2 separate regions of the Sus scrofa genome follow, and region 1 is linked to region 2. The links are chromatin contacts, called in public Hi-C maps. All regions are on one chromosome and are shown on one strand. The core of a region is the stretch at or near the end of the contact, and the rest is flanking DNA. Distances in the headings are between cores, read along the strand shown.

What was found. Hi-C and Micro-C count contacts between places; a contact is called where the count stands out from the background.
Region 1: a Hi-C map of liver shows a contact between it and region 2, with 2.2 times the contacts expected there. The contact joins the promoter of LOC102166590 here to the promoter of EPC1 in region 2. A contact is called at or near these places in 1 of 5 promoter capture datasets (liver), 1 of 47 Hi-C or Micro-C datasets (liver) and 1 of 2 datasets of contacts at active chromatin or transcription factors (alveolar macrophages).

The regions. Positions count from the first base shown.
Region 1 is chr10:43,017,291-43,021,825 of Sscrofa11.1, forward strand. LOC102166590 (putative methyltransferase NSUN6) reads left to right here and starts at 1,557. Exons shown (of 11, transcript XR_002336341.1): 1 at 1,557-1,774.
Region 2 is chr10:42,944,238-42,948,776 of Sscrofa11.1, forward strand. It overlaps EPC1 (enhancer of polycomb homolog 1), which reads right to left and starts at 2,622. Exons shown (of 14, transcript XM_021064807.1): 1 at 2,335-2,622. The coding sequence starts at 2,376. It overlaps LOC106505154 (a long non-coding RNA gene), which reads left to right and starts at 2,753. Exons shown (of 3, transcript XR_001299281.2): 1 at 2,753-3,422.

The DNA.
Region 1 (4,535 bases), core at 307-2,806, 72 kb after region 2:
AAGCAATCTGTAAACTTTTCTTCTTGTTCAGCAGGTAGTACAGGAGTCCCCAGAGCTGTAGATGTGAGCTGAGGGAGAAGCATGGGTACAACTGTGGTGGGTGACGTAGGGGTGCATGTCCCCTCCTTTTGTAGATTGCTCCTACCCTCTCCTCCTGTTCAGGCTCTGAGAGTTATTTCAGCTCTGGGAGTTTGCTTTTACTCATTTGTTAAAAAGATAATGATAACCACTCTCCAGAGCTGCTGAGTTGAATAATGTCTGTAAGTGAAAGTATTTTCTATAGAACCTGGCTGGTGTATCATAGAAAATACGTATAATACTTTTTTTTTTTTTTGCTTTTTAGGGCCGCACCCTTGGCACATGGAAGTTCCCAGGATAGGGGTCCAATCCCAGCTACAGCTGTCGGCCTACACCACAGCTCAGAGCAACCTTGGATCCTTAATTCACTGAGTGAAGCCAGGGATTGAACCCACATCCTCATGGGTCCTAATGGGGTTTGTAACCTGCTGAGCCACACCTGGAACTCCAGCAATACACTTTAAAAAACATCTCCGTGTGAGATTTAAAGACTTAAGAAAAAACTTTTCCTGGAGTTCCCGTTGTGGCTCATCGGTTAACGAACTGACTAGGATCCATGAGGATGCCTGGCCTTGGTCAGTGGGTTAAGGATCCAGTGTTGCTGTGAGCTGTGGTGTAGGTTACAGATGCAGCTCAGATCTCCTGTTGCTGTGGCTGTGGAGTAGGCCATCAGCTGTAGCTCGGATTCTACCCCTAGCCTGGGAACTTCCATACGCTGAGAGTGCGACTCTAAAAATAAAAAGCAAAAAACAAACTTTCTCTGCAGTTATTACTACCGTGTTAATTACTGTGGTAGCTGCAAAAAACACTAATTCTCAGAGACAGGAGGATTATTTTTATTTTCCTGTTCAATCATAGGAAACTTTCTTTAGGTCTCTTCTCCCTTTGAATCTTTCCTTCTCTGTAACACAAAATTACGCCAAAGGTCTCCGAGACTTTTAAAGTATAAATCAACTACCATACAGGTAACTGTTAGCTTTATTCAACTAATTGTAAAAACCGCCTCTGCGTTTTAGTTTCACCGGAGCACTCATGGATATTGAAATACCATTAACCCACCTGTTATAAATTTGACTAATGTTGTTTATTCACAGCTGAAGGCAGATCAGCGAGCCTAAGAGAAGCAAGGTAGTTTACTAAAATCAAAGAGTGGCTGCTAAGTCCAAATAAACTCTGGTTTTCATCCGTTCACCTAGCAGGTAACTGACCCCTCACCTAATTCAGGCCCCCAGGACTCAACCCTCCCCACCTGCCCCGGCGTCCAGCTCTCCCCGCCCAGGAGTTTACTCTCAGTCTGTTTACTCTCCTGGGCAGCGCCCCACCTCCTCCTAAAGCCCCGCCCAGCCAGTCTTGCTGCACGTGGACGCACCGTAGGCGGAGCTGGGAAGCTCCGGAGACGTGACGTAGCGGCAATTGACGGCTGTGGATTGGCGAGCAGGGGAAGGAGGGGAGGGACGCGTCGCCGGAAGTGACGCATTCCAGAAGCGGCTTTCTCCAGAGACGCTGAGAGCGCGGTTTTGGAAGAAGCATAAGTTGGGTTTGTCTGAGTTTGCGTCAGCCTGGTTTCCTGCTCTATCTAGTTTGGAGAGGATTCACTCCGCACGGCTTTTTTCCCCTTCTGCAACCTGAGTGGCGTGGCCGCGTAGTGATTTCCGTGAGCGTTGCTAAAGTGGGACCTAGGTCGTGTTCAGGGCAGGTGAGAAGCCGCTCAGACGCCGCTCTAAACTGGCTGAGTTAGAGAAACCTTGGAGGTTCCTCCGCGTTTCCAGCGTGAACCTGGCGCGAGCGGGGCGCTGGGGTCCCGGCGGTGCGGGGGATTCAGCGCCCATACGTTTGTTATAATTCGGAGAGAAAAACCACTGGCATTTCTCTTGGAGGAGGAGTACTAAGCGATAGGAACATGTCTGTTTTCCCTATAATAACGTTGAGACTTGAAAACTATCTTAAAGCGGGCTTTCTGAATGAGAAGGTAGGTCAAACAAGTTACATAATATTTGCGAAAATTCATGGAGAAGTAGAAAAATCTAGAAATCAAATGTTTACAGCCGTTTTTTCTTACTGCTGGTCTTTCTTAAGGTAGAATAAATGCTAATATCTTTGTGCAGTTATTGAACTAATGCTTTGCATGCTAGGAAGTGAATAGGGTGTATGTTTTAACGCTTAGGACCGAGAAAGAAGGGAGGGGAAAAAGCGTTTTTGTGCCTAGTGGTAGGCGTGCACCGGAGAGGTTATAAGGATGAGCAGAAAAAGATTCCTGTTCTCTAGAGCTTTTAAATCCTGTGGGGAAGAAACACCTGTGCACGTTCAGCGCCTGAGCTGGACCTCAGGTGGAAGAGGTACTATAATTTCAGTGAGTGCTTTTAAAAAAATTTTTTTTATTGAAGTATAGTTAACTTAGGTGAGTTTTTCTGAAATGTCAGTACGTGTGCTAGGTCATTTGCAGACCTTCACGTTTTCACATTTTTTTTTTTTTTTTTTTTTTAATTGGAGTGTAGTGGACAGCAGACCTTTACGTCTGGATCTTAGCAGTCTTTTTTTGGGGAAGAGACTGCCTTCCCATTTTCATAGCTCAGAGAACCGAGGGTCGAAGGAGACGTTACTGAATCAAATTGACGCTCCTCTCCTGTTAGTGTTGGAATCTGAAGGCACAGCGCTCAGGTTCAATGGGAAAAGGGCTAGATGTGGGAACCCCCTGCTCCCCGATTTGTGGCCCAGGGCTTTGAGGAAATTTCACTTAACCTTGATTTCCTTTGTGAAATTTGAGGACGGTTAACAGTAGTAAATTTCCAAGGTTGTTTTAAGGAGTAATCATTAAGTGCAAGCACCTAGCATCGTTTTGGCGCATACTAAGCCCTCAGCAAATGTTCCTTGTGTGTGGTGCTGGCAGGGCCTAGCCAGAAGTGCACAGTGAATGTTGATTGTCTTTGATTGCCAAGCTCGTGGTCTTTCCACCTTACCATCCTGCCTGTAGGCAGGTTTGTATTTTCCAATCTTTGGTTGTCTATCCAAAGTAAAGCGTCATTATTGTTACTCATTTTCAAAGGTGTAGCCGTGACTTGTGGATTTAATTTCTACATTTATTTCCCAAGATTTCGTTAAGGGTCAAGACAGTATGGAAAGAGAAAGTATCTCAATTTCAAAGAACTTCAAGTATGAGGAGTGTATCTAGATAAAGAGAGGCATTCATCAGTTTTTTTTTCCCCCAGTAATTTTTAAATTTTTTTTTTTTTTTGTCTTTTGTCTTTTTTGTTGTTGTTGTTATTGTTGCTATTTCTTGGGCCGCTCCCGCGGCATATGGAGGTTCCCAGGCTAGGGGTTGAATCGGAGCTACGCCAGAGCCACAGCAACTCGGGATCCGAGCCGCGTCTGCAACCTACACCACAGCTCACGGCAACGCCGGATCGTTAACCCACTGAGCAAGGGCAGGGACGGAACCCGCAACCTCATGGTTCCTAGTCGGATTCGTTAACCACTGCGCCACGATGGGAACTCCCCCAGTAATTTTTAAAATGGTTAACATTGTTTTATAAAAGAGGAATCAAATTCTTTCTTTGACACCACTTCTGTCTCAAACCAACTTTATAATTTTACAAGAAGAAAAACCACCCCTTCAAAGGTGATGGAATATTTAGTTAAAAAAAAAAAAAGACCTTGAGAAAGTAGTAATATTTTTAAGCTAGTGGATTATTAGATTGGCAGTTGGTTTATGAAGATTCTGGGAGGCAGGGTATAGTCAGAGATGACAAAAAAGGCTGAAATGTGTGTCTTGAAAAGCTTCAGTTAATTATAAGGAAAGTTGAGCCTTTGTAAGTATTTCTTATAGGTATCTTGCTACCTATCTTTTTGGACAATAGCTATTTGTTACATTTAATAATCATATTAAAAATTAAAAAATAATAATACCATATTAAAAAGCTGATGTGGGTGGTCTTTGGGTGACAATGTCACCCAAGTGTTACTTGTTCAAATATTGATGTTTTAAAAGGTTACTGGAGTTCCCGTCGTGGCGCAGTGGTTAACGAATCCGACTAGGAACCATGAGGTTGCGGGTTCGGTCCCTGCCCTTGCTCAGTGGGTTAACGATCCGGCGTTGCCGTGAGCTGTGGTGTAGGTTGCAGACGCGGCTCGGATCCCGAGTTGCTGTGGCTGTGGCGTAGGCCGGTGGCTACAGCTCCGATTCAACCCCTAGCCTGGGAACCTCCATATGCCGCGGGAGCGGCCCAAAGAAATAGCAAAAAGACAAAAAAAATAAATAAAGAAATAAAAGGTTACTAACCAGTTTGCTCTAGGATATGAGGTTACTAGTTCTGCAGAAGTGATATAACACGAAGTAGAGTGAAATCCTGAATTTACATGAATAAATGTAGCAGATATGTTCAAAATGCTAATAATTCTTTGAAGTTGAGGCAGTGTTTTTCTGAGCTGTTCTTGTTGGGCATTTTATTAGGTGTTTGTTG
Region 2 (4,539 bases), core at 1,372-3,871:
GATGTAACTATAATGATTACTCATAATCAATGATGTAATAGTCGATGATGTAGGAGAACAAAGAACATTGCATAGCTACATACGGACTTCACAGCATCAGTTTGTTTTTAAAAGGGGGGCTACATTATACAAACATTTTTAGTTTTCACCAATTAAAATGCAAAAAAAAAATCACCAGCTGAATAACAGAATATTTTAGCAATAAAGTATATTTTATTCAGTAGATTAACTTCAGAGAACTCAACTCTCCAGCACAGAGGGTTAGATCATGTATTTACACCTGCAGTATTTTAGTGTAGAAATAATCTATAATGCCAAAACTAGGCTTGATGGGGGCATTGAAATTTTATGAGGAGATAAAATGTTACAGTGAACAGTCTCAAATTTTTATAGCCAAGTATAAACAAAATATAGGCATAATACACAATTGTTGTTGAAGTTCAAGGGTCCTACACAGATAAAGAAATTATAGGGACACCAAAATCAGAAATACTATTCCTAGGTATTTTCACACATTCTTTTATGTCAACATTTTAAATGATTAGTGAAATGAGCATTTACATATTTCAAAGTGAGTAAAAACACTTACTATATTAACTCCAGAAATTTTTTACTCTCTCAAGAAATAATGTATTCAATCATATGAAAAGGTTGTCTGGGATACTATTTCAGTTGTTTTTGTTTTATTTGGCAAAATATTTAGGTACAATCACTGATCTCTACTACTTTCTTTTTCAATTAAGGACATATTTATTATCTCCATAAATAACTAAGGACCAGTAAAAACTATGTCATATCATAATGTACATTTTTGTTCTTGGGAGGCTTTGGGCCTAAATCCCATATTCTCTAATCAGATAACTCCCAATAAGAACAAAGATGGAAAAGATTTACCCTGCATTTAAATACATGAATACCAATATCTTTAAATTTAAAAGCAGTGGTACACAGATTCTTAAAAAAATTATCTCATTCAAAAATACTTGCTCTTTTCAAACAAGGAAACACATAAATTCAACCAAAATATCACTTTGAAATAAAACAAACAACAATGTAGGCATTATTACCTAGAAAATTCCCAGGAGAAACTTAGAATACTTATTTAAGAAATCCCTAGGTTCAAAATGAAATTCAACTTTTACAATGTTCAGTGAACTAAAACTCCAACATTTTGTTAGAAAGAAGACATAAGCACGGATGGTATTGTGAGAGAAGGAAAATGCAAGACGTTTCTGAGGAAAGAGAGAGTAAACTGACAGCTTATTATGGAAGAAATTTTGATCTAGAGATAATCAGATCAGATAAAACACAACTGCAAACTGCATGCCCGTCCCTGCTGCTCCTGGACGGGTTGTGACGACATGTCTGTTCTCACTCACAGTTCACAGTTCGCAGAAAACATTAAAATAACACAAACTGAATAATTTCCTCGCACCAAATCGAACTTTCTTTAAGGAAATAAAGGGAGAAGATAATAGATCAAATCTTGCCCCACCTCTTTTTTTTTTCCTCCTTTTTTCTTTTAGTGAAACTGACATAAATTGTTGAGGAGAGCTACAGCGCCACCAACACAGATCAATGCAAAACAAAAAAGATCTCCCACCGTGGGCAAAAAGAAAAAAAAAAAATTTTAGAAAAATGCCAAAAATTACAAAATGTCTCCCCAATGTACCTTTTTTGGAGAAAAACAGGATCTGCAAAGATTACCTAATGAGGGGCTACAGAGAATGACTATCATGGAACCCAAGTTTAGATCTGATCAGCAAATAAAAGATCCACTATTTAGTAACAGCCATAACTTAATATAAACCCGGTTATGTCAATCTCCACCTTCATTATACCAAGGGCAGCTTTTCTGTAGTTTGTATCCAAGTAATCCATCAAGAAAACCACAATAGGCCTATTTAAAACAACACAAAACCAAACTACATCCCTAGTTTGCCTGCTGATCATTTAGTCCTGGACAAATTAGGTAATACATAATTTTTATAAAGAGGATATGCACATATTTGGCATCACCAACATTGCTGGCACAAAACAAGTCCATCTTGAAATAGCTGAGTTCCCCTTAGCTCGCAATAATTAAAGTATAATTTATATTAGAAATATTTAGCTTGAATCACAGGCTGAAAAAACAAAAAACAAAAAACCAATTTCTTTCTTTCAGTAAAATTTAACCAGACAAGATTAGGTGGAAATGTGCAGAGATCAAAGCTAAAGAAAAAATACAAAGATTGCTTTTGTGAGAAGAAACACAATGAAAATCCTTTCTTAAAAATCTGAGTGGCTCCTTCCAAGACGTAAGGACAAAAATGTTTAAAATTACAAACTTACCATTCGTGGAGGCAAAGAAGAAGCCAGTCCTGGAAAAAGCATTGTAACAATATAGGCTGGATACTTGTGTCTCTAGAAACAACAGCCTCCAGGCAGCATATGGAGCTTCCAACATCTTTTAAAATATTTGGGAAAGAAAAAGTCAGACTTTCTTCCATGGTCGATGGCTGAATGGGGTGGCTTCCCCAAGATCTGTGGGCGTTTGGGAAAAATCGGAGAAATATCCACGGAAGATTCAAAGCAGAGGAGGCAGCGGCAGCCAGAAGACTCTGGGGTTAACAACTTTGCGATGGCGAGCAGGCGGGCTCTGATTGGCTGGGAGGCCAGCGTCCCCACAGTCTGCACTATCCCCCCGCTGCCCCCGCCTCCTGCAGCTCGGAAAAAAATGCAGTGTGAGTGCCATTTTACACTGGGCTTTTAAAAACACAGCCACCCAAATGACAAAGTCTGAGCTCGCTCTGAAGTGACACTGCAAAACAATAGCGCCCACGACTGCCTGCGAGCTCGCAAAAAGGCCCCTTTGATGGCCTAGGGAACACGCTTCTTTCTTGCTTATGGGTTTTTAGGGACTAACTAGCACGCTCTTCTTAAGCAGATTGTCATTCACAAACGTCGATGTCTAATTTGGATACAAATGTGGCCGTTGAAAAATGAATTCTATCGAAACATATTTGATTGGATAGCCTGAAGGTACCCGGAAAAGCCATGCACAAAATTCACACCGTTTTCAGCTCAGGGAGCTTAAAAAAAAAAAAAACTCCTTTAAAAAAAAAAAAAAAAAGAATTGGTTAGCCGTAACAACTGCCGTTGGTGCAGGAAATACAAATAAAATAATGATTTTAACCGTTACACTCAAAAAACAATAGGCATCCTTTTTTCCCCCCACCCCCCTTCTTAAAAATTGTTTCAGAAACCTTTACTGGCTGACAGATTTCTACCACTCAGCCTTACAAACAAAATGGCTGTGGTACTGAATTTTTTTGGATCCTCCCACTGTGGCTCCTCCCGGCCTCCAGGAAGTGGTAAAAATCCAAAATAAATACAGTACTAAAAGTACATTGTCCAGGCTGAAGTCGGTGAAGCTTTTGGTAAGGGGGGGAGGGATTTCTTAGAAATGTGCTGCTTTTTTATTAGTCTTTTTAAAAAATTGTTTTGGAAAGAATATCAATCACTAGAGATTTACTTGACTGTAATTTGAACTTCCTGCTTTACATATTTATAAGGTCTTTCACCTATCTTGGCAGGCTTTCAAATTAAGTGGGCTGGGAAATTTGATGCTGTGTGTCTAGTTGGGAGCTGAGTCAGGTATTTGGTGGTTGCAGCTGGGCTTTCAAATAAAAATGAAGTCGAAAACTTAAAAAAAAAAAAAAAAAGAATCAATGTGAAATGAATGCAGCAGTGTAGTTGATTGTAAATGTAAAGCCACCCAATCAGCAAATATCAAAATGTGTCAAATTCCGCATGGGTGTGTTAATAGAACACATTCGGTATAAACTTGTTGGCCAGCCACACTTCTAGGGAGCCAGGGGTAAAAAGGGGTTCAAAGGAACTGGCCAAAGAAAGGAGTGGGCAAGTATTTGCCTTCTATGGACCCCTCCCCCACCCCTACACACACACACACACACACACACACACACACACACACACACACACACACACCCCTTCTGGTATTTCTATCTCTGCCTAGCATTTAATAGGTAACATTCTTAGAAGAACTATGGTTGGGGGACTAATTTATTGTCTAAATCTGGACATTTTTGAGAGTGAACTATTTTTTTTTTATTTTGTAATCTCATCAGTAGTTACCGGATGAGAGTAAATTTCAATAACATTTATGTGATTATAATCAGGAAAACATCCTTAAGAAGTCCTCTAATGAAGAGAATAGACTAAAATTCCCAAGAAAAGAAAATTTTAAGCAGTTTTCCTTCCAACAGAAAAAAGTTGCTAGGGGCCAATTTCACTATGTACTATTTTGTCTTTCCATCACCTGAGCTCTGTCCTTTTCTCTCCCATCCCTTCAACCCACCCTTAAATATACACATGGATTCGTATGTGTATACACACACACACACACACACACACACAATTATACATAGGTAATTATATATGTACATTCATATGTGTATATGGATGTACATGAATATATATACTTTTATAACCTATAGATTAGGCTATTCTGTGCATTTTCCACAATAGGCATAT